Regions from separate parts of the Mus musculus genome. Here regions 1, 2, 4, 5 and 6 are each linked to region 3. A link is a contact called in public ChIA-PET, HiChIP or PLAC-seq and promoter capture Hi-C data. All regions are on one chromosome and are shown on one strand. Each heading gives the region's core, a stretch centred on a gene start, on an enhancer-like site or on the middle of the called end of the contact. The rest is flanking DNA. Distances are from core to core; before and after follow the strand shown.

Region 1 (4,067 bases), core at 552-3,051, 320 kb after region 3:
TTGGGGAGAAAATAAACATATTGTCAGGGTCACCAGTGGCAGTGAGCCAGCCCCACAAAGGGAATGACACAGGACCACATCCCGGAGGCAGTTGGTGCCAGAACCGCTGGCCTTGACCCTGACAAGGGTTCTGCACTTAGACAGGCAGTTGCTCCAGGTTAAGCAGAGTAAATGGTCTTAGAGAGGCACAGAGAAGGGACCATCTTTAAGGTTGGGCCTGCATCACCTTGGACAGACACAGGCCTGTTACTTGACCTAGCTATTGCTCCTGCAGCTACAGATGTCATTTATCAACTGTGGTATTTCTTTCTCCTGACTCAAATGAGTGTTTTCCTCTACAACTGTACCCTTCTGGGGTCACTGTGCCCTCCAAATGTGACTTACCTGATTTAAGATGTCTAGGAATGGTAAAAGACACACTGGACTTCAAAAAAATCTAAATACGGGACAGGCATTTATCTTAAATTGCTATGTGGACAACACATTGCAATGACAGATTTGGTTTGTTGTTGTTGTTACTATTTTGTTTTATTTGAGGTGTGTCTGACTGTGTAGCCCTGGCCTGGAACTCACCATATGTACCACTCTGGCCTCAAACAGAGACTGCTTACCTCTGCCTCCCAAGTGCTAAGATTAAAGGCATGTGCCACTACACCCGGCTATTTTTAAAATCCATTTTTTTTTTTGTTATGGATACATGTATACACCTTCGTGACTTCATGTGCTCCTTGTGTTCCGGTGCCCTGGAAGCCAGAGGGTGTTGGATCTCCAGGAGCTGGAGTTACGGGTAGTTGTGAACTGCCTGATATGGGTACCGGGTGAGGACCCACGTCCTATAAGAAAACAGTGAGTGCTCTTAAATTCTGAGCCACCTCTCCAGCCTCCCCCGTCCCTCACAATCTATTTGTTTTATTTTATTTTTGAGACAGAGTTGCACTGTGTAACTTTGATAGGTCTGAAACACACCCCACATAGACCTTGAACTCACAGAGGCTCCTTCTGTTGCTGCTGCAGGCTGCTGGGATTACAAATCTATGTCTCTGCACCCAGCTAATTTCACCCATTTAAAAAACAAAACAAAACAAGACAAAACAAAACAAGACAAAACAAAACCTTTTTCCTAATGTGGCTTACTAGAAAATTTATAATTATCTCTGTAGCTCAATATCACATTTCTACTGGCCAGCACAGAGCGTGGAGAATTTTGTCTTGTTCCCAAATGAATCTCCAGCAGTTAGAACAGTGTGGGACATATAGTAGGTGTTCAGTAAGATGGTCACAGATGGAATGAGGGAGCCCATGTTCTGCAGGGAGAGACCAGTTCACCCAGTGGAACATAGTTGTTGTTCGGAGCCCATGTGGATCTTCCACCACTGGGTTGCTGCCCCCATCGGTGCTTTTTAGCTTGTAGCTCTTCTGCCACTCAGAAGGGCAGCTCAAGGGGGACCTGGATGCCTGGGTGAATGCCCTGCTCCCTTGAGAGTTTTCTAAGAGGGGACTTTCAATTCCTTCTGCTCAGGAAGCCGGGCAGCTTGCAAATGGTATGGAAATCACCTCTCCACACAATGTTTGCATAGGGGGTTGATGGAGATGTGTCCAGTCCACTTTCTGTCCCCCAACACCGGTCCCTAGGGGCAAAAGAGGAAACTCTGAAGGCCTTGAGGTCCTGGTGGGGTGATGGTGACTTACAGGGGAATGGGCCACCTTAGTCTTTCCCCAGTGAACAAAGCCTTATAGCCTGGAGCATCCTTGTCTCTCAAATCGAACAGGAGCCTAAAAATAGTCTGCAGTTCCAGCCTCCCCCACAGCCACCCGCGCCAAGCCGGGCCCGCGCCCGCCAGCTCCTCCGCAATCCAGACTGTCTGCACAATCTGCCCAAGCCACTGGCCGGCTCCTCTGTGTCCTGGCCCTGGGGACCCTGAGTCAGCACTCCTCTCTTCGGCCTGCTGAGGTCTGCCTCCTGTTCTGCCCACCCAAACAAACTGAGCCCACTGGTTCCTGGGCTTCCAGATAATGGTGACCTAGCCACTTGGTTCTCGTGGGGACTTAGGCAAACTGCAGGTCTCCAGGCAATGGAAGCTTTGGGCAAAGCCGAGAGCTTGCGAGAGAGCCTGCAGCATGTGGCAGAGAGTAGGAGCCACTGGGGTTACGTGGGGATGATTAAGAAGGATTCAGGAGAGGTATGAGACCAGCGATGGCAGTTGGCTCCATCCTACATACAGACTCCTCTGGGTAGAGCGGCATCTCTGTCCAGCCATTCATATTTCATGCTGCACTTAGGAGTGTCTCCCTATTTTAGGGCTTCCACACTTTTCGGTAAGAAGTCCTATGTCTTCCTGCCTTGAAATTCTTGGACTTTCCATCTTCTGGGCACTGCAGGGAAAAGGGAGGCCTGTTCTCATAGGCCCAGTGAGGGTAAGTCCTTTGTTTTAGATGTGGGACCAGGGCTCCATGTCCTGATTCCCAGCCTGGAGCCCTCCTCCAGCTCTGGTCATGGTTGCTGGGTACTGTAAGGAGCACATCAAGTTTGACCTATAGGGCTTAGAGGTTCACTCTTGAGAGAGCTTTCCTGTGGCAAAAATGAGTGAGCAGGTGACACAGCAGAAGTGTGAGTTCCCCCATGCTCCCTGCTGCAGGAAGTGGGCCGGCAGAAGCCACAATCACCTTCCTCTCCCCGGGACAGCTTTAGGGGACGCCAAGAGGAAGACACTGAGATCCTGGGATGGTTCTTCCTATGGCCGGCGCCAGAATTCTATTAACAAAGCCCCGTCTTACCGTGTCATTTCCCAGTAGCCCTTGGAGGCAGAGTCATGGTGTAGATTCTACAGTCCGCCATTAGACAGACAGGGAGAGGATGCCCTGGAGAACCAGTCTCATGCCCAGAATTACCTGATCTTTAGAGCCAGGCCTAGAAGCCAGGGCTCCTGACTGCCTGTTCCCGCCTACACACAGCCCCCTCCCCCAAGAAAGCAGGGGTGGGCAGAATCTAGAGGGTTCCCATCAAGGTGAAGGTGTCGGGGGTGGGGTGGGACATTTCAAAACCTTGAGGTTTTCTCACCTCCATGTCACCTCTGCTTCTTAGCAGATGTGAGACCTTTTCACTGTGCACATTGGCCTCTTGGGATAGGCCAGATAGTTTTAGGACCTTTGCCCCTGGCTCTGAGTGTCTCTGTCTCCCAGCTGCCTCAGGAGCCCTGACTCACTCTGCATCCTGCATGACTAGGGCTCTATCTAGTCTTCATTTCTTTTTCTGTTGCTGTGAAGAAATATTCTGACAAAAGCAATTTTAGGGAGATAAAGTTTACTCCGGCTCAAAGTTTAAGGATTAACGTTCATTGTGACCAAGAATTCAAAGGGTAGCGGGAGCCTGGATCAGTTGGTGGCATTGAGTAACACACTCAAGAGGCAAAGAGCGGTGATCAGATACTGTCCCAGAGTCCTCTCTCCACTTATCACCTAGGCTCCCCTGACCAGGGCGTGGTCTCACCTCTAATTAACATAGTCTTTCCTCATTAATTAATCTCATTTCCATTCTCCATAGGCATGCCTAGAGGCCCATCTCTCAGATGGTTCTAGATGGTGTCAGGTTGGCAATCCACACCGGCCACCACAGGAACCCAGAGTCACTTCTCAGCTGGGTCAAACTGTAGCCCTAGGAGAGTTTTCAGATTGGGCCTGGGAATGAGGAGGTGTAGGGCCTGTTGCCTAAGCCAGCCCTTCCTGAACTCCACCTGTAGACTCTTGACCTCATCTGGAGACACCCCTACCCCAGGCCTAAGCACAGGCAAAGCAAGAAGATGCAATGGGACCTCTGCCCCCTGTGATCAGAGGCTCGGTTTGCTACTGTCTCAGGCTCATTCTCTCTGTGTGTCCCCCCACCCTCACCCCCGTTTTCTCTTGAGCCTGTTTTCTTGTTTTCACTCACGTGAAACACACATGGGAGAGGAGAGGGGCAGCACACGCTTGCGCACAAGCACACAGGCACCAACATCTGGGCTGCTCACTTGAGTAAACACACAGACATCTGTGCACATGTTCACTTCAGTCTGTCGCCTTTCCAGGGTCCT
Region 2 (3,561 bases), core at 231-2,730, 290 kb after region 3:
TCAGTGCAGGCCTGGGAAGGAGTTCTTGGGCTGTCAATAGGCTTTTCTTTCTGGGGTTGTGATCTTAGGCATCATGAAGCTAGTGACTCCGTGCACAGCCCTGTAGTGTCTCTAGACCCCTCCCCACAGAGAGATCTGGAGGAATTCACCTTAGTGGCTAGGGTACTTTGGGGCTTTTAGGAATGGAGAAAACAACTAGAAGCAGACTGTACAATTGGCAGAGCTAAGATTCGCTGTATCAAAACCTCCCTGCCCGTGGAGCAGTGAAGAGGCTGGCTCTGAGGTCAGGGCATCCTGCCCAGGGTCTGCCTGTGTCTACAGCATGCTCAGTATGTCTGGGTCTGTGGGTTTTGAAGGTCAAGTCTTTGTTTACTTCTGTTCCCTCTTCCTTGCCCTGTCTCTTCTTGGTGCAGTACATCTTAGACTACATATACAGTAAGCAATAGATTGGGACAAGCTGACCTGGATGGATTTCCCAGTCATAGCTTCTTTGGGTACAAGCAGAGGTAGGGAATCTGTCCATCTCTGGCCCAAGGAACATGGGAGACCCTTTTACGAAGAGCAGACAAAGTGGCTCTGAAAACATAAGCCAATGACAGAGTTTCCTGGGTTGTTCAGGTGACTGCAGAGGGGCCTGGACCCTCTGATGGAACTACCACCGCGTCACCAGGTTGCCCTTGGTATGTAGCTGAGCCTTAGGCAGAGAAAGATTCCCTTCGATTGGTCTGACCTTCCCTCTCTGATTATGAGTCTTGTGCCCCTCACTTTTTTCTTGGGGAAGGGGCCTTCCTAATTATATCCCCCTCAGTGCACATGGAAATGAGTTTGGATTTTCTGAGCATACACCAGCTGGCTGGGGGGAGGCAGCCCAGAAGGCTGCTGGCTGGGGAAGGGAGGAGAAAGGAGAGGGAGAGGAGGGAGCCAGGCCAAGATGAAAAATTCCCAGTGTTCTCTCAGGCAGAGCAATCGTGGGGCGTTGTGGGCACCCCACACATCTTAGACCTCCCCTCTCTCCTCCACAGAGGAAAGCATCCTGCTCCGGCTGATAGGATCAGCAGAGAGCTGCGTCCCACTCCCGCAAGCCCATTCTATGAGAATGGTTCTCTGACTACAAACCACTTAGCTGACAGCAAGGGGGGTTGTCCGGTGTTAGACTCATCCATGCGCTGAGAGATCCTTACGGATTTCCTAGGCCTTTCTTTCCACTGGGGCGAGGGAAGTGGAACTGAAGCCCAGAGGAGGGATGGGATCTGCCCCTCATGACAGATCACAAGTCTGTCTTCTTTGCAGCTGGGTTCTCCCGGTGGAGTTGCCCGCGTGCGGGTAGCGAAGGTTTTCCTGGCAGCGGTCACCGCACAAGCAAGGGGCCACCGGCAAAGCTAGAAAAGGCTGCGAGGGGCGGGGGGGAGGGGCGGGGTGGGGTCAGGCGCTTGACTCCGCCTCCTGGCGCTAGGTTCTGCCTGCGGCCGGGCGCTGTCTCAGTCTCGGCTGCTTGCCGCTGTCGCTCCGGGGCTGCGGGATGACGCCTCCTCCTCCCGGACGTGCCGCCCCCAGCGCACCGCGCGCCCGCGTCCTCAGCCTGCCGGCTCGGTTCGGGCTCCCGCTGCGGCTGCGGCTTCTGCTGGTGTTCTGGGTGGCCGCCGCCTCCGCCCAAGGCCACTCGAGGAGCGGACCCCGCATCTCCGCCGTCTGGAAAGGTAGGCGGCGCCGCGCGGCCGGCGGGGCGCGGGATCGGACGCCTTGCGGGGCGGGTGCAGAGTGTGCGGCACCCGGAGAGAGTGCGTGTGCGCAGCTCTGCGGGTCTCAGGCTGGCCCCGAAGGGAGCGTGTGGGTCCGGGTGAGTGTTTGTGAGTGTGCGTACTGTCACGCCGGAGCGGGCTGGAGCGCTGCAGCGTGCGAGCGAGTGGCTGGGGCCCGGGCCCAGCTAAGTGGCGCTCCAAGTCCAACGGCAGCTCTGAGCCGGAGCCGCAGCGCCCGAGCGCGGGGGGAGGCTGCGGGCCCCTGTCTCACCGAGGCTCTTTGGCTTTCCGCCACGGGGTCTACTATACAGAACCCTTCTTTCCCCTGGCCAGCTTCATCACCCCGACCTCCTCCTTGCAAGCTGCGAGCTCTGCTGGCACGCGGGGCTCGGGCTCGGCTGGTGAAGGGGGCGCGGACCCATTGCCGCCGCCGCTGCGCTCGGGCTGCGGGAACAAAGACCCCGCCGCCTGCCCCCGCCCCCGCCCCGGCCCGGAGCGCGGGCCAGGCAAGGGGGTGGGCACCCTGCGGCGAACCGGGACAAGGTGCGGTGCAGGGGCTCCGAGCACCTGGGCGCTGTCTCCGTAATGCTAGGACCAGCCGCTCCCCCCTTGCCCGCACGTGGCAGTTGTCACCAGAAATCGGCACTAGCACGGGGAGGGGGGACAGTGCCCATTGGGTGGGGCGAGGCCATTGGGACCCCCAAGCGGCGTATCTGGGGAGGAGTGTGCATCCTTAGGACTGTAGTGAATATGAGAACCTGAGGGACTGGAGTCTTTCCTTCGGGCATCGCAGTTCAGAACCACGGACGGTGGGACAGAAAGCTGGCTAGGTTGGGGTTGGAGGCTTTCTGCCACTAGGGACTGAGCTCCCTCCCTGCATTGCACACAAATGCCTCCCCGCCCCCAGACAAACTCAGCTCTGTACCCAAATTTGGCATCTCTGCAGCCCCTCCCCTAGTGGTGATGGGGGACTCACACCGGGGGCTGGGGGTACTTGTCCTGTCTGTCCCTACTGTCCCTTTGATGCCTTGGCAGTTTGCAGGGATTGCGGAAGTCTGAGCATTATCTGGGGCAGGTATTCTTAGCAGAGGGGGGGAAACCCACATAAAATGAGTGGCCCGAACTGCCGCAGCAGCTGAGAGAATGTGACTTGCCCAAGGTCACTGGGCAGTGTGGGCACTCACTGTGCCGGAGGGGTCTCTGATCTGACTCTGGATCTGTCCTGGGCCAGGTTAGGGAGAGGAGAAGGATTTAGATGGTTCTCCAAACCATAAACGTGGTACTCTCGTCTCCAACTCCGCCATCCAGCCAGAGGTGTAACTGGTGGAAGAGGAGCAGTTTATCTGGACCTCTGAACATCCAGTTCATGGTGGATACTTGCACCCTCCACAGTCGCACCACTTCAGCCTCTTTCTCTGTCCCTGCCAGCATGTTAACTTCCTCCGTCCCCTTGTGTCTTAGACACATGCATATGAGTATGCCAGAGGAGACAAACGGTTATGTCTGAGTGTTCTGGAATCTCCCTCTGTATCAAACCCCTTTCATTTGATTGTGCTTGTCCCCCCAATCCTTCCTTGACCTCCCGCCACATACTTAATGCACACCCACTTGTTAGCACTTAATGCATGTCTCTCCATCCCTGGCACTTAGTCTTCCCTTACCCTCAGACTATTTAAAGCTGCTCTCAGCCCTCTTACCCACTTTCAGGCTCCCAGCCCATCTCTATGTGCTGCTTCCCTAGCTTGCACTTCACTGAGTGACCACACTGGTAATGCACTATTGACCCCCTCTGGCTGGGATCCACCAGACACTCACCAATCTT
Region 3 (3,555 bases), core at 685-3,184:
ATACTGACACTTTCAGTCCAAGGTTGTCTGCCACTCTGCCTACGCTGACCCCATTCAGGTTCTGACTGAGCCATCTGGTAAATGTGGGAAAGGCAGGGTCAGAACTAACTACCAGGCTGTTTCAAAGCTGCCCAGAACCAGGCTTCTGCACACCTAACCACACCACACCACACAGATGGCCCACACGATTAGGACCCAGTCCCACGCACTGAGAGGAAGTCTTATAAGCAATGCATACGATATCTCGGCCTGTAAGAAGACAGCACTGAGGCCGGAAGCCCTTTCCCTCTTCTCTAGCCCTCTGCAAGGGAACACGTGCTCGCTCACCCCACAAGGTCCCTCTTGGGTCAGGCTGGAGACTGCCAGTGTCCCTGGTAGTTACAGAGTGGGTCTGGTTCCCCTCCACCTCCAGCCATCCATCATTGCAGAAGTGGGAATGAGAGACAGCTAGCCTCCCTCCATCAGGAGCCTGGAATATGACCTGCCCCTTGGGCCTCAGTTCCCTGCTATACAAAATGATCAAAAAAAAAAAAAAAAAACTCCTACTTAAGCTCCAAAGATCCAGTGACTGGACACACCCCTTCCAAATAACTGGTCTGGGTCCTGAGAAGCCTGGGAAAATAGACTGATGAGGATGCTGGGGGTGGGGGTGGGGGGAACGGGGTACAGTACCAATGCCCAGTGTCACCTCTACGCAGACTGGAAGCCCTGCCCAGTTTCTCCACCCAAGGGTCAGAGGTCCCTTGCTTTAAGCCTGATCCTCTGGCAGGTCAAGGGTGACAGGCTTAGTTCAAGGACCCGGCCTTCTATCAGGCACAAAGGGAGGTGGCATGGCCCTGGGCTGCTTGGAGCCAATAGAACCTCTGTGCAACGACTGAAGTAGAGTTCAGAACCAGACAAGCCAGGATACCTTCAGGGAAGCCCTGAACGGGAAAGGGCAAACGCCCGGGAGTCCGGCCCATACCACTTCTCTTCCTCCGGGGTCCAGCCACTTCCCACTCTGCTCTCCTCACGGGAGTTGGGGGGTGGGAAGGTAGGACTCTGCAGACCTAAGCCAATTCTCTCGTGGTGCTGGGTAGTACTACCTCCCTTGTGGCTCATTCCCAGTAGTGTTCTGACAGTGATTCCCGGGAGAATTCGAACCCGTTTGGGAGGTGGGGGGTTGGGGGGATGGGTGTGGGCGCGGCGGTGGTGGCTACAGAGGCGGGACGAGCGACCTCCTCCCTTCTAGGGGGCATTAGGACACCCACCTCCTTTGGGGCTGCCCAGCACTCACCTCTCTGGGGGCACTGCGGTCCAGGCCTCCTCACCGAGGGCGGCATCAGTGGCCTGCAGGACAGTCCATGCGGCCAAGGGGGAGGGGAGGGGCACAGGGGTCCCCAGGGGGTGCGGTACAAAGAGGTGTATGGATGCGAAAAGAGAGGGAAGGGGAGCCAGACAGGCAGGGGGACTGCCGCGCAGCCCCAGGCGGGGAGGGAAGAAAGGCGGGGGAAGGGGGCGGGAGGGAGTCCGGGGGGGAGGAAACAATGTAGCCGGCGCGGCCCCGGCAGAGTTCCGCTTCCGAACGCGGCCACGGAGGTTCGGTTTGGGGACGTCGCGCCGCCGCCGGGGGGCCGCCCCGGGCGTTCGATCGCCGCTCGCAGGGCTTGCCTAAGCCCCACACCCCGGAGGCTGGGCGGCCAGAGGCTGGCCAGGCGGGAGGGACGGCTGGCCCGGGGACGGCCCCGACGGCGGCGCGGCCCGGGTTGGCCCTGCTCGGACCCCACCCCGGTGGGATTCCCCGGGGCAGGGCGCAGGGTGGCGCGGAAGCGCAAGGAAGGCAGCAGGCTCAGCGGCGGCGGCCAACCTCAGCTCGCCCGGGCTCCGATGGGAGGAAGCTCGCAGGCCTGGTGAGAGGAAGCGCGGCCCGGATCCTCCGCCCGCTGCGGCGCGCCTGCGCGAGGGGGCCTGCCGGGCGAGCAGCGGGGCGTGGGTCGGCGCCCTCTGCTGGACCTTGGAGGAAATGCGGGGGGTGTGTCCGCGTCTACGCCCTGCCCCCACTTGCTGGCCTTCGCGAAGGCTCCCGAAGGTCCTTTCAGAGGGCCACCAGCATGCTAGAGCCAACCTCTCAGCTTCCTCTAGGCGAAGCTTCCTTGCTAGAGTGGAGGTTAGGCCTAGACTCTTCTGGGACAGTAAGCATGCATTTACACGGCCCCTGCTCTGTAGTCTACCACCGTCTCTGCTTCCTCCTCCTCCTTCTCCTCCTCTTCCCCCCCCCCCCCCCCCCAGCGAAGTTTTCTTTCTATAGTGGAGGCTAGGCCTAGACTCTTCTGGGACAGTAAGCATGCATTTACACAGCCCCTGCTCTGTAGTCTACCACCGTCCTTCTCCTTCCTTCTCCTCCACCTCCTTTCTCCTCTCTCCTCCTCCTCTTCTTCCTTCTCTTCCTCTTCTTCCTTCTCCTCCTTTGTAGTTTTTTTGTTATCTTTTGTTTTTCTGAGACAGGGTCTCACTATGTAGCTCTGGAACTTGCTCTGTAGACCAGGCTGGCCTCGAACTCATAAAGATCTGCCTGCTTCTTCCTCCCAAGTGCTAGAATTAAAGAGTGCATTTCCGGGCGGTGGTGGCCCACGCCTTTAATCCCAGCACTCAGGAGGCAGAGGCAGGTGGATTTCTGAATTTGAGGCCAGCCTGGTCTACAAAGTGAGTTCCAGGACAGCCAGGGCTACACAGAGAAACCCTGTCTCGAAAAACAAAACAAAACATAAAACAAACAAACAAAAAGAGTGTGCATCACCACTACCCGGCCGGAGTCCACTTCTTAAAACCTCTATATCTGCCAAATTCTCATGAGGGGTTGTTGCAAAAATATTGTCACAAAGAACAAATTGATAAACAATGAAAAAAAAAAAAAAGGTACAAGGTCCACAAGAAACAGGAAAGAAGGGAACATGGGTTGATTTTCTAGATCTGGGAACACAGCAGGGAGACCTGACTTACTTCGTGTGTAGGGGAAAGCAGAAAGAGATGCGGTCAGTCCTGCAAGCTACAGGGCCAAAGAACCACAGAGCTTCTTGGAACTCTTCCGGGCTTTATTTTCAGCTGAGATGCAATAGGGAAGTTGTCACTGGCTGTGTAACAACGTCGGACCAGTTAGCTAATCTCTGTCTGTCCTTTTCCACTGTGGTTTGGTAAAGTGAGCAAGAGCGGTACCACCAACTTTGTAAGGTTTTGTGGAGAGGAAATGAGTTAATAGGTTTGAAGTGCTCGGTGCGCAAGTGGCACGTGGTGAGTCCTCAATTAAACACGGGCTGTTATTATGCACCATTGTTAATGAGGAGTCCGGGATCCTCCCGGAGCAATTTGCTCTCAGCTACAGGAGCAAGCAGTGCTCCTGTATGGGAGGGCCACAGAATGGAAGCACAGTGGCTAGAGAGAAGCCAGAAAGTCCGTTGGAGGTGCTAGGTGTAGGAGCACTTTCTAAGGACCAGGACTGAAAGAGGGTACTAGTTTAGGAGCAGGGGATGGGGGTGAGGGAGTGGGAGGGGGATCTTCAGATGGGAGAGGAGACGCTGC
Region 4 (3,948 bases), core at 286-2,785, 490 kb after region 3:
GGTTCGTGGTGAACTGTCTCTTTCTACCTCCCTACATGTTAAATCTCAAGGACATCAGTAGGTGACATCAGTAGGTAAGACACAACTATCACATAAGATATTTGGAATGAATGAATGAATGAACAAGGCTTGGGAGGTGGCAGGGAATCCCTCTAAGGCAGAACAAAGTTGACAGGTAGAGGTATCTAACGATTGTCTTGTTCAGGCAATGGCCATAGTCTAGGACTGAGCTCTTTGTTAACAGTATCATGAGAGGCAGGGCTGAGATATGGATTGATTGCTCTCTATGCTGAGTGTCTGTGACCCTTGAGAGGTGAAGGGTATGCTAGGCTCTGGCATTGGAGCAGAGAGCTCCAGCAAGCCTGGCACGTAGCAGCCTTATGACATAGGACCATGAGTGAAGAAGAAGCACTAAAACAAGAAGTGGTTTTGCCAGACTGGATCTAAAATCTCTGTGATCTCGGAGCCAGGCACTGTCCTAAGGGAAAGAAAGAGAGCAGGGAAGGTAGATCCCTGTCCCCAGAGAGCCTGAGGGGCAGGATTTGCCTGACCCCTGATATCAGACAGTTCAGCGTAGGTTTCTGAGTTGTATCCGAGAAAGCTCCATCTTCACAATTCCTCTGTGGGATGGGGAGAAAGGCAGAGCCTTCTTCCTGGAAGATAGGATGTTTGGGAAGGAGGCAGCAAGGGTTCACAGGACTCAGGCCCCACCTGGCCTCATGGGCCTGGCTGCCAGCTGCAGGGGCCTGTGAGACTGAGGTTCTGTCCACTCTGAACGTTCACCCCGGAGCTTCCTTCTACAGTGAACAAGCAAGCTCCTCTCTGCTATCTGGGCCTGGGGACCAGCTGGTGTCCTTTGGAGCTCCACCCAAAGGTGACTTTCCTCAGGAATTCTCCTTCCTCCCACTGCTCTTTTGCAAACACAGTTCCCAATGGGACTGGTCAGGACAATCTTCCCCCTGCAAATCCCAGGCTCTGGAGGCTATATATGTTGGTAGGCTAGACCTCTGAACTGTGCTTTCTCTAGTCTCAGCATCCAGAGCAGTCCTAGAACATAGTAGGTGGTCAGTAAGCTTCTGTTGAAAGAATAAATGAATGAGTGTGTTTTTATAAGGAAGAGGGGGCTGTCAGATGGCTCTGTGGGTAAAGGTGTTTGCCACCGGGGACCAGTGACCAGTATTCTGTCCTCCCCAGAACCCACATGATGGAGAGAGGGGGTCAATTGCTATAAGCTGTCTTCTGCCATGGCATGTGTTGATCCCCCCTCCCCAACTACCCACCCACAAAATAAATAAATGCAATAAAAATGCTTTTAAAGCTTATCTGTACAAGACCGTGGCCCAAATCCCCTGCGGAGTACTGAAGGATTGAGAGCCTCAGAATGTCAGGTCTGAGCTGAGAACAGCTCTCTGCTTTGTCTGCCTCTTGCTCCTCCCCACAGGCTGGGCCAGGGAAGGGAGGGGGCAGCCAGGGGTCCAGCTCCTCTGGGAGGATAGGAAAACCCTCACCCCTTCACCGGGGCTGGAACAAGAACAGCGGCAGGCAGGCGAAGTTCATCTTCTCCCAGGTCTGGTTTGAGTTTGAAGGACTCATTTCCGCCTGTGGGGGTGAGTTATCTTCTTGTGAAATCAAGTCGTAAGAACAAAAAGGTTTTACTAGTGTAACACGTGTGCTCTCCCTCATATATACTCAGGAGACCATGTGGATAGGTTCCCTCCCTGTCTCTGTAGCCAGCCCCAGTAGGGTGTTGCCCTAAGATGCCACGATGCTGGGTTCTGAAGAGGGGCTATGCTTAGGCAGGAGAGCTTGGGGCAGGTGCTAGGAGGTAGGCATGTGCACGGTCAGCAGCCATCCATCTTCGGGGTCTCATCAAGAATTATGGTGTGTTCCCAGCAGTGAGGCTGAAGAGGTAAAGGGGCTGACTAAAGGCAAATGAGACTGGGGGATGGTCTCAAGGGAGCCTTGGTGAAGAGGGGAGGGCTTGGGCTGGACCCCAGAGCAGGAGGGGTGGAGAGACCAGCTGCAGGACAGACCAAGTGGAGCCAGCCACAGCCCGCCCGCCCACCCTTTCATCTCTGCGGCTCCTTCCTCCTTGGTCCCCCTTTCTACTCTGTCTGTGGGTCCATCTGGGTGGGCTTGGGGCGGGGAAGGAAGGGGTCTCTGCGGGCAGTTTGCACAAGAGAGATCTTTGAAAGTGGACCAGCTGGTAACAGGTCATTTGGTCCACTAGGCGCTCCCAGCAAGAGCCTGAACCCCCAGGGGTGCAGAACACTCTGTCAGACCACACGATTGGGTAGGGAAGTTCAAGAGAAGACTCCTGTCTGCCCCCACGCAATCCCCCCCCCCAATCCCTCCTCCAGCTCTCTCCTGACCTGCAGTCCCAGACGACTTTTCCCAGAGAGCTAAAAGCAAGAAAGTAACCTTTAGGATTAACAAGAAATGTTCCTTTGTTTCTTCTTCTTCTTTTTTTTTTTTTTCCTTTTAAGCCTCTTTTCACATTTGTATGCCCCTCCCCCCTCTTGTCTGGGGTCAAGGAAGAAGAGCTGGAGCATGGAGTCCCAGGCATCTGAGAATGGAAGCCAGACCTCCTCCGGGGTGACAGATGACTACAGCAGCTGGTACATCGAGGAACCTCTAGGAGCTGAGGAGGTGCAGCCAGAGGGGTAAGTGTGGCAATTGGCTCAGGCAGCCGTCAGAGCCGGTTTATGGTAGAGAGGTTGCCAAGATGGAGGCAGCGAGACCCTGGGCGAGTGTCTAAGATTGGCTTTGCCATTTATCTGCTGTGTGACCTCTCAGCGACTCACAGCCTCTCTGGGCCTCAGACTTTCTATAAAACCTGGGGACAACAGTTCTTGAACTATTATTAAGAAGGGCTTGAGGCCATGTGGTCCATAGCCAGCCAGGATGGGGAGCACTGTGTGTGTGGGGGGAGGGGGGTGTCACAGACCTCTGTGGTGCTCGGTGTAGGGTTTGTCCCTGGGGCTTTACAGGCATGGGAGAGTCAGGAACTGTAGGAGAAAACCCTGTGGAGCTGCCGAGGAAAGCGTTGGCGCACCATTATCTCTGGACCACTCTGAGTGGAGGGAGTTTTAGGAGGTATGGAGGGAGAGGAGACCTTGTTCTTGAAGCAAGTGTATAGGCTAGTCCAAGGAGGGTGTGCAGGTAGGTCAGTTTACCCTCACCCCATGGCTGTCCCAAGAATTCCTGGCCTAGACCCTTCCTATCTATGTTTAGTCTGGGTACCTTGCAGAGGAGTTGGGGTTTTCTATGGCATAGTATTGCTCTCCTCTAAGACTGTCTTGCCTCTGAGGCACCCGGAGTTTGGCTCTCCCCTGAAAGGTGAGGCAGAGCAGAGAGGTAGGGGTGGGGTGAGATGGGGTGGACGGGTGGTACTAAGCCAGATGTGTGCACATCTGTTCACCATTAAAACTTGAAACTGGAGAAGGAAAAAATGCTCAAGTGTTTCCCCAGAGGCTAGGACTTCAGCCTGGCTTGGTTGGGGTCACCCAGCAGGGACTGAGGCCCCACCCAGGCCCTAGGGAAAGAGCTGTTGTTCTGGACTTAGGGTTCTGGCCACCTGCAGAAGAAGCCTGCGGTCAGCTAGGCTGTGACTCCCCTTCTCCCAGCCTCCCCAGCTCAGCTATGCAGTGGTGGACTAGAGGAGGGGCTTAGGCTCTCCAAGGAAACCAAACTCTTAACTTGGGGTAAGGACCCAATCAGAAACTGTGTCCTTGTGAGTATCAGGGACCAGGCTGGGCATGGGCTGGAAGCCAGGTGCCTGTAACTTGTTGTTGCTGGGATATCTGTGTATAGTCTCAGGATAAAGTAAATGTATGGTGGGGACTGGGTCTTCGGAGAAGAGGGTCTATAGGATGTAGGGGATCATTGGAACTTACCTTTTTAGGAAAAAAACCAACAAATCTAGACATCACCCCACTTCTTTCCCTC
Region 5 (3,523 bases), core at 698-3,197, 360 kb before region 3:
GAAAAATTTGCAAAGTTTCGCATCCTGGCACCTTGCCAGCTGCCTGCCCCTCGGACATGGGCAAGCTTGGGCCACGGGGGACTGGCTGCCAGGGTGGCGCCCTCAGGGAACCGTGATGTAACTCTGCGCTCCGATTGCAGGAGAAGCCCCCAGGCGCAGTGCGCCTTTGTTTACTCCAAGCGCCGCCTGAGCGCGGGCGGAGTCACCGTCGTGGTCCACAGGCTCAGCCTGGCATACACAGTCCAGAGGCCACAGCTGCGAGCTAAGCGCCCACACCTATACGGCAGCTCTGTTTCAGCCTCTGATAACCCAGAGCAGTGACTCTGTGTCAAGATAGATGCTGCAATGTCCCTGAGTCCTGTCTCCCCAGCCCCCAACGCCCCCCTGCTCTGTGGGAGCTGCAGAAGAGTTCAAAGTAACATTCAAACACAAAAGCCTGGAGCTTCCATCCCCAGCAGCCAAGACTAGAGAGCCCTGTGTTCAAACTTTACAATGGCTTACTGCAGCATTGGCAAGTCCCCCGTGGACTCCCACAACGTGCTGGGTCTGTTTACTTGTGTGTCTAAGGAGCAAGGTTTCTGCAAAGAGACATGGTGGGAGTCCATCTTTGGATGCCCAGAACCCTCCTTAGTTCGATAGTTGGGGGTAGGGGTTAGCATTTTCCAGGGGCACTTCAATTTCACAGATATGGGGTTTGCTATAGATGGGGAGAATTTAACACTGGGGAGGGGTGCTGAAAGGCAAAGCTAGCATACTGCAGGTGATCTCCCAATACCCCTCTATGTTTAGTATCCAGGAGTCCCCTGCAGTGGGGCCAAAGACAAGCTCTACCCCGGAGTGGGGAGAGCAAGAAAAAGCCAAAGTGTGTCTAGATGACAATGTGTCTGGACAGATCCCAAGCTTAGACGATGCTTCTGGGCCCTAGCAGCTGTGCCCTGTGCTCAGTAGGACTTCAGTTCCCAGGTGACTGTAGAGGAAGGAACTAAGGCTCAGAGAGAGTAGGGGACCCACAAGTCACAGGGTGAATTGGTGACAGCAATAACTAGAAGCCATAATCCTTCCTCCTTCTAGTCCCTCATGCATTCTGAGAGGACAAGAGCCTTATGGATTGGGGAGGGGAGCTGTGCAGAAGAGGCTAGCCCCCCAGCTAGCAAGGGGGTGCCCTTTGGAGGCATTCTGGGCAGGAGGGCTTCCTGAGGTAGGAGCTGAGAAAGGCCGAGGCTCTTCTGTGAAGAATGACTCTAGGTACTATAGGACGCAAGCTCTGGAAAGACTGGTCACAGCTGGACTAGGGCCAAGGAGGAGCAACCTCTTCCAGGCCAACCAGGATCAAGGAGAATTTCTACAAGAGTCCACTGGTAGTGGGTGCCGATTTCTATTCCTGCCTCCCCCTTCCTAGCTCTCTTGAGTGTCATTCCCTCTGGGAGCTTGTTTCCTCTTCCCTGCCCACAGGGGGTGGGGGGGGGGAGTGCTTTGTGATTGGCTCCTTCCTACTTGAGACCATGAGACATTTATGTAGCAGTGAGACAAAAAGACTGGGACCAGGGGAGACTCACGGGCCTTCTCTCCTCCCTGGTCCCGAGAGCACGGCTGAGAGTCCTCTCAGCTTGTTGAGTACTTGTACCTCTGATCTACTTGGTGGCTGCTGCAATATTCTGTCCTATGCTCAGGTAGGCTTCTTCGGAAAGAAGATCAAGAGGAAACTTTGGGACTTCTACACTCCCTCTACCTGCCTACATGGCCTGAAAGTTCGGAGCCCTGTGCTGGGCATTGTGCAAGAGACAGGGGATACACAGCTCCAGTGAGCCCCTTCCTCTCCATACAGAGTGCTGCTGGGACTCCAGGTCCAAATGCCAGCTCAGTGGGCGTGGGTGTGTGGTCTTGGGTGAGCCCCATTGCCTCTCTCAGCTTGCTTGCTCACCCCTGAGATGATGAAATGGCTGGATCAGTGCCTGTCACAGGCTTTGGAAACTGTTTTCTTCCTTGTCTTCTTTTTATTTCTCTTCCACTGCACAACGTAAGCAATAAAAACAATTAACCAGTGATCTCAGGGCTCAGGAGCATATCATGGGGGCGGGGCAGCCTGGGCTATTATGGAGACCGTGTTTCAAAAACTTCACAAAGCAAGCAGACAAACAAACAAACAAACAAACAAAAGAACTGAACAGCAGAGGGAAGGAAGGAGATTCCTCAGACTTGAGTGCTCTCCTCGGTGGGAGGCTGGTAAATGATTAACGACAAGTTCCAAAAAAAGGGGGATTTACAGCGTTTGCTCGAAATCTGGGTTATTAATACAACCAGTGTGGCCGTTCCAGGCTATTAATGCGATACCATTGATTGTGTGGACTTGGGAGCCACCGAGAGCTGACTGGCCCCAGCACTGTGTGTGGGGTTAGCTTTATGATTTGCAAAGCCCAGAAAAAAGGAAAGAAAGAAAGAATAAAAGAATAAAAGAAATTAACTGTAGGCCCCTTTGTTTAAAAAGCAGAAAGTGGGCTCTTTCTTTAAGCCATGGGCTCTCTCATGGTGTGATGTAGGGTTTTGCTTTATAATCGCATTTCTCTCTTAGCCCAGGCTGTCCTGGAACTCTCTGTGCAGTTCAGGACTGCATCAAACTCTCACCAATTCTTCTGCCTCAGCTTCCCAAATGTAGGGATTACAGGACATGCATGTTGGGAGTTTTGTTGTCTTGTTTTTAATACTCCATTTTAGCACAGATAAAATGAACACTAGTTATTGGAGCAACTTAAAAGATTCAAGCCTGGGCTGGTGAGATGGCTCAGTGGGTAAGAGCACCCAACTGCTCTTCCAAAGGTTTGGAGTTCAAATCCCAGCAACCACATGGTGGCTGACAACCATCCATAAAAAAGATCTGACTCCCTCTTCTGGAGTGTCTGAAGACAGCTACAGTGTAATAAACAAATGAATCTTTAAAAATATTTTTTAAAAAAGATTCAAGCCCTTAAATATGAGAAAAGAGATATTATATATTTACTCTTTGCTGATTTCCTGAGCTCGTTCAGATGTCGCCTTGTTTGCTTTCGTATCTCTAGTGCCAAGATAAGGCCCAGAATTATGAAGGGCACTCAGAAGAGATATACTGAATAAATACACAAATGGTTTTAAAAAGAAAGCTTCAAGCCGGGCAGTGGTGTCACATGCCTTTAATCTCAGCACTTGGGGTAGGGGGGCAGAGGCAACCAGATGTCTGAGTTCAAGGACAGCCTGGTCTACAGAGTGAGTTTCAGGACAGTCTCGAGAAACAAACAAACAAACAAACAAACAAACAAACAAAAGCAAGCAAGCAAGCTTCTATTTTCTGTCTTACTGTCCCTAACTCAGGAATGTCCTGTGGGCACTCACAGGTAGGGGCACACTCATGTAGGGTCCAACTACTATCAGGATTCTTCCCATCAGCCATCTGGCAGATGCCCAGAAAACAGGCAGACATCTTCCCTTAAGGGTTTGCATTCTCAATATTTAAGCCAAGATGAATCGGGTGCCTGGGTGGGAACTGGGGACA
Region 6 (3,851 bases), core at 1,253-3,752, 310 kb before region 3:
TTCTGCTAAAGCAGGCATGTGAAAGGACATGTGATGAAGGATTCTTTGCTAAAACACGCACGTATTGGTCCATCTCGCATTGCATAGTTGAGCTGCATTTGTCAGGATTCCATAGAGAGAAACACACCAAAAAACTTCTGGTGGTGTGCTGCAGTTTCTTGCCGCTTCTGTGGCTGATTGGCAGAGTGATGTCAGCTGGAACAGACAAACATGCTGAGGCAAGACCCATGGAGGACACGTGATGTTTGGAGGGAGTATAAATAGGATTCAATGGACAGCGACGAGGCTGAGCTTGGCTTGCTGGTACAGCTGGCTGTGCAATGATTGTGGGTCTTGTGTCTTCACTGACCTTTGCTTTGCTGAAAGATGTGCAACCTAGAACTTTTCCTGGCGATCCTCTGGGTCCCTCCTGCTGACTCCTGCTGAGGCTGAGCCTTGCAACCACTGCTGATTAGTTTTTGCTATCCTGACTCTACCTAACTGGACTACCGGTGTACTCATGAAATGTTTGCAAGTGGATCGAGCTGCCACTGCTGACCTGTGAACTGAACTGCCAATTGCCAGACAACAGACAGGAGTTGCTCCAAAGAACCTTTCTAAAAGTCCACTTCTCCTGTATCCTTTCTTTCCCACTACCTCTGGTGGGTTGTGGGCTACAAGGGAGGTTAAAGTATCTAAGAACCATTATTAAAGACAAGGTTTGAAAAAACTAAAGTTACAGAGGGTAATCCCAAGTATCTAGCAAGTGGGTTAGAACTGGAAGGCGTGTGTGTGTGTGTGTGTGTGTGTGTGTGTGGGGGGGTGATGTCCAGCACCATTGAAGGCTAGAAGCTGTTAGACATGATCTCCTAGGTGGGTGTGAAGTTCAAGGGGGTCACAATACAGGGGTTTCTTTGATTACCATAAGGATTCTGTGGTGATTTGAATGAGACAGACCCCACAAGCCATATATTTGACTAAAGTCCTTAGTTGGTGGAACATTAGGGACTGGCCTTGTTGGAGGAGGTGTGTCACTGGGGGGTGACCTTTGAGGTTTCAAAAGTCCATGCTATTCCCAGTGTCACTGTCTCTGCCTTCTACTTTTGGATAAGGATGTGAGCTCTTGGCTACTGCTCCAGCACCATGCCTGTCTGCTGTCATGCTCCCCGCCATGATAGTTAAGAACTCTAACCGTCTGCAGCCATGAGCCCCAAATTAAACACTTTCTTTTATAAGTTGCCTTGGTCATGGTATCCTAGCACAGTGGTAGAACAATAGCCAAGACAGGACCATTCTCCTTTCTCAGTCTCTGACCTAGGGCAGCTCCCTTGAGTCACTGAGCTCTACAGTGGCCTCTGGAAGGTCATCATCACCCAGAATGGCGTCTGTCTCCAGTCAGCATCTGAGTCTGGGAAGAAAGCCAGGGACAGTGCAGCCTTGCTGGGCCACTTATAAGAACCAATGGATCTAAGTCAATAGTGATGGACAAGTGGAGAGCTGTTCTTCATCCAGGCCAAGAGAGATTCAGTATTCAGGTGCAGAGCTGCAGTATTCAGGTGCAAAGAGGCCCACAGCCTCTTGCCTTGGTGCTATTCCCCAGTGCTAACCTGAATGATTTAACCACACCATAGGATAGTGCCTTCCTTGAGGTACTCTGGTGGCTCTGTCACCCTGGGCCCCTTCTTTCCTCCTTTTGGTTGGTTGTTAATGTACCTCTCTGGCACAATTGAGGCTGGCAGGCCTTTGGAAGCCAGGCATGGGAGGGTTGTCTGTCTTGGAAGCCAAATGACTGGGTGGTAGGATGCAGGACGGTTATCAGGCAGGGAGGCTCTTGCTATTCAAGCCAGGAAAAAGAGAGGCAAAGATGGAGGAGACGGTAAGCTGCAAGGTGTGCCCATCTTCAGCCCAGCTTTGCCTTGCTGAGAGCTATGGATCAGAACCAAGCCCCACATGGAGCTTTTACAAGCCAACTCAATAATCTCCCAGGTGAAGAGTGTCAGCGTGAATCAGATAAGTCCCCTGGCTCAGGAAGTCTTGGAGCGCTGAGAGCCAGCAGAACTCTTGCTACCAGAAGACTCAGTTTTCACTGGAGAGGTGCCTGAGTATCTCATCTTCTTGTCCATTGTCATGGTTTCAGTCGCTTTTGAGGAATACATGTAAATGAGCAAATAGGTTACCCCAAAGGAAACCCTGAAGACATTTTGCCTTACACCATCTCTCTCCCTCCTCTCCCACATCCTGCCCACATGTGGGTAGAGGGGCAGGTGATGAAGACTAAATATACGAGCACTCCACCGCTGAGCTGCATCCTCATCCTCAGCCAACTCTCCCTGCCTGGTGAATGGGGGTCTCTTCCACTCTCATGCATAGCACCAAGTGCACAAACATATAAACCTCCCTGTTTCTCTTTCAGTCGACAGCCTGGGGGTGGGACTAGGAGAGTGACAGACAAGGTGGGGAGTGGAGGATGGGTAAGGTGGGCTTGGCAGTTTGTGGTTGTTGCTTCAGAGAAACCACAGAGCCACCTCTTACTCAGAGCAGTCAACAAGGCCCGGATAGGGGGAAATGGCATGCAGGGTAGGCTGTGGGCACTGAGTCACCACCCAGAGGAAAACCACAGGCTTAGGAGCTCAAGACCCAATGAAGGATCTCAGGTGTACTGGGCCCAGAGATAATAGCAAGAGTGAAGATTTGGTCACAGGGAGGCTTCCTTGTCTTAGGATTTAGCCATTCCTCTCTGCCCTCCCACCGGGAAGATGGGAGACAAGTTATTGTTATTGTTAATAGCCTTGTAGAGGCAAGGATTGAATCCACAAGGGTGACAAATGCTCTACCTTCCTCAGCCTCTTTCTTTACTTTATCCTTTGAGATATCAACTTGTTCAAGTTGGCCCAGGTAGGACTTGAAGTTGAGATCTTCCTGCCTCAGTCGCCCGAGTAGCAGGGATTACAGTCTCGGTGACCAGGCTTGGCTCAAGGATGCTTTAGAAAATCCATGTATAATATTATGATTGTAGTCTGATTGAGAAAAGACATGTCTGATACTGTGGTTGGGAAGACTCAGCGGAGTCTTGAGGTTGCTTATCCCACACCTGGAGTCTGATCGCTATCTGTCTCACTCTGAACTCTGTTTGTCTGTCTAGCAGTGGTGCAATTTCTCTGTCACTTTTCTTCTTTCACCTCTGTAGGAAAATGAAAATTTCTGAACTATCAGCTATTTACAATTATTATTATTATTATTATTATTATTATTATTATTATTATATTTTGGTTTTTCGAGACAGGGTTTCTCTGTGTAACCCTGGCTGTCCTGGAACTCACTCTGTAGACCAGGCTGACCTCGAACTCAGAAATTCACCTGCCTCTGCCTCCCGAGTGCTGGGATTAAAGGCGTACGCCACCACGTCCGGCTTTTTTTTTTTTTTTTTTTTTAAGAGAATGTCTCTATGCTTATTTTACATCTTTTTTGGAAGATGGCCTCCTGCTTTGGATGAAGCAGTAAAAACCAACTAACCAACCAACCAACCAAACAAACAAACATGGTAAAACAATGTGAATTGATACCACTGTTGAATGATTCCCATTCTTATATTTTATTTATTTAATTTGTTTTATGTATTTGAGTACACTGTTACTATATTCAGACACACCAGAAGAAGGCATCAGATCAAGTTACAAATGGTTGTGAGCCACCATGTGGTTGCTGAGAATTGAACTCAGAACCTCTGGAAAAGTAGTCAGTGCTCTTAACTGCTGAGCCACCTCTCCAGCCCCCAGGTTCTATCATTCTCATTGTCTTAGTATTTTAATCTTTTTTTTGTTTTGTTTTGTTTTTTGGTTTTTCGAGACAGGGTTTCTCTGTGTAGCCCTGGC

What was found. Promoter capture Hi-C pulls out the DNA fragments that hold promoters and counts their contacts. ChIA-PET counts read pairs in DNA pulled down with a chosen protein or histone mark. HiChIP or PLAC-seq counts read pairs in DNA pulled down with a chosen protein or histone mark.
Region 1: an H3K4me3 HiChIP or PLAC-seq map of the 230-238 cell line shows a contact between it and region 3, with 20 read pairs. The contact joins the enhancer-like site here to the promoter of Csk in region 3. A contact is called at or near these places in 1 of 39 promoter capture datasets (embryonic stem cells), 1 of 484 Hi-C or Micro-C datasets (B cells), 8 of 115 datasets of contacts at active chromatin or transcription factors (the 230-238 cell line, CD8 T cells, the SCID.adh cell line and 4 more) and 3 of 9 other capture datasets (adipose tissue, embryonic stem cells and liver).
Region 2: a contact with region 3 is called in an HNF4G HiChIP or PLAC-seq map of pancreatic cancer cells. The contact joins the promoter of Sema7a here to the promoter of Csk in region 3. A contact is called at or near these places in 4 of 39 promoter capture datasets (the 3T3-L1 cell line, epiblast stem cells, hippocampal neurons and 1 more), 1 of 15 datasets of contacts at CTCF or cohesin (embryonic stem cells), 10 of 484 Hi-C or Micro-C datasets (the C2C12 cell line, Th1 cells, cortical neurons and 5 more) and 11 of 115 datasets of contacts at active chromatin or transcription factors (the 230-238 cell line, CD8 T cells, T-cell acute lymphoblastic leukemia and 5 more).
Region 4: a contact with region 3 is called in an HNF4G HiChIP or PLAC-seq map of pancreatic cancer cells. The contact joins the promoter of Stra6 here to the promoter of Csk in region 3.
Region 5: a contact with region 3 is called in a promoter capture Hi-C map of pre-B cells, with 2.5 times the contacts expected there. The contact joins the enhancer-like site here to the promoter of Csk in region 3. A contact is called at or near these places in 3 of 39 promoter capture datasets (the C10 cell line and pre-B cells), 1 of 484 Hi-C or Micro-C datasets (CD8 T cells) and 2 of 115 datasets of contacts at active chromatin or transcription factors (effector CD8 T cells and pancreatic cancer cells).
Region 6: a contact with region 3 is called in an RNA polymerase II ChIA-PET map of memory CD8 T cells, with 102 read pairs. The contact joins the enhancer-like site here to the promoter of Csk in region 3. A contact is called at or near these places in 1 of 39 promoter capture datasets (stem cell-derived epiblast-like cells), 1 of 484 Hi-C or Micro-C datasets (CD8 T cells) and 3 of 115 datasets of contacts at active chromatin or transcription factors (effector CD8 T cells, memory CD8 T cells and pancreatic cancer cells).

What each region holds. Positions count from the first base shown.
Region 1 is chr9:57,965,925-57,969,991 of GRCm38.p6, forward strand. No RefSeq gene overlaps it. Among named protein-coding and RNA genes, the nearest start is that of Sema7a, 28 kb to the left of the region's middle. Within about 2 kb of position 1,802, at least 95 of the 459 cell types and tissues checked have an H3K27ac peak or open chromatin away from gene starts, as enhancers often do. A contact at or near this core is called in the 230-238 cell line, B cells, CD8 T cells and 4 more, where this site is marked.
Region 2 is chr9:57,938,632-57,942,192 of GRCm38.p6, forward strand. Sema7a (sema domain, immunoglobulin domain (Ig), and GPI membrane anchor, (semaphorin) 7A) reads left to right here and starts at 1,481. Exons shown (of 14, transcript NM_011352.3): 1 at 1,481-1,697. The coding sequence starts at 1,520.
Region 3 is chr9:57,643,719-57,647,273 of GRCm38.p6, forward strand. Csk (c-src tyrosine kinase) reads right to left here and starts at 1,935. Exons shown (of 13, transcript NM_007783.3): 1 at 1,277-1,935.
Region 4 is chr9:58,132,540-58,136,487 of GRCm38.p6, forward strand. Stra6 (stimulated by retinoic acid gene 6) reads left to right here and starts at 1,536. Exons shown (of 19, transcript NM_001162476.1): 1 at 1,536-1,909; 2 at 2,535-2,663. The coding sequence starts at 2,551.
Region 5 is chr9:57,281,609-57,285,131 of GRCm38.p6, forward strand. No RefSeq gene overlaps it. Among named protein-coding and RNA genes, the nearest start is that of 1700017B05Rik, 21 kb to the left of the region's middle. Within about 2 kb of position 1,948, at least 30 of the 459 cell types and tissues checked have an H3K27ac peak or open chromatin away from gene starts, as enhancers often do. A contact at or near this core is called in pre-B cells, where this site is marked.
Region 6 is chr9:57,337,534-57,341,384 of GRCm38.p6, forward strand. No RefSeq gene overlaps it. Among named protein-coding and RNA genes, the nearest start is that of Gm39343, 30 kb to the left of the region's middle. Within about 2 kb of position 2,503, at least 103 of the 459 cell types and tissues checked have an H3K27ac peak or open chromatin away from gene starts, as enhancers often do. A contact at or near this core is called in CD8 T cells, effector CD8 T cells, memory CD8 T cells and 1 more, where this site is marked.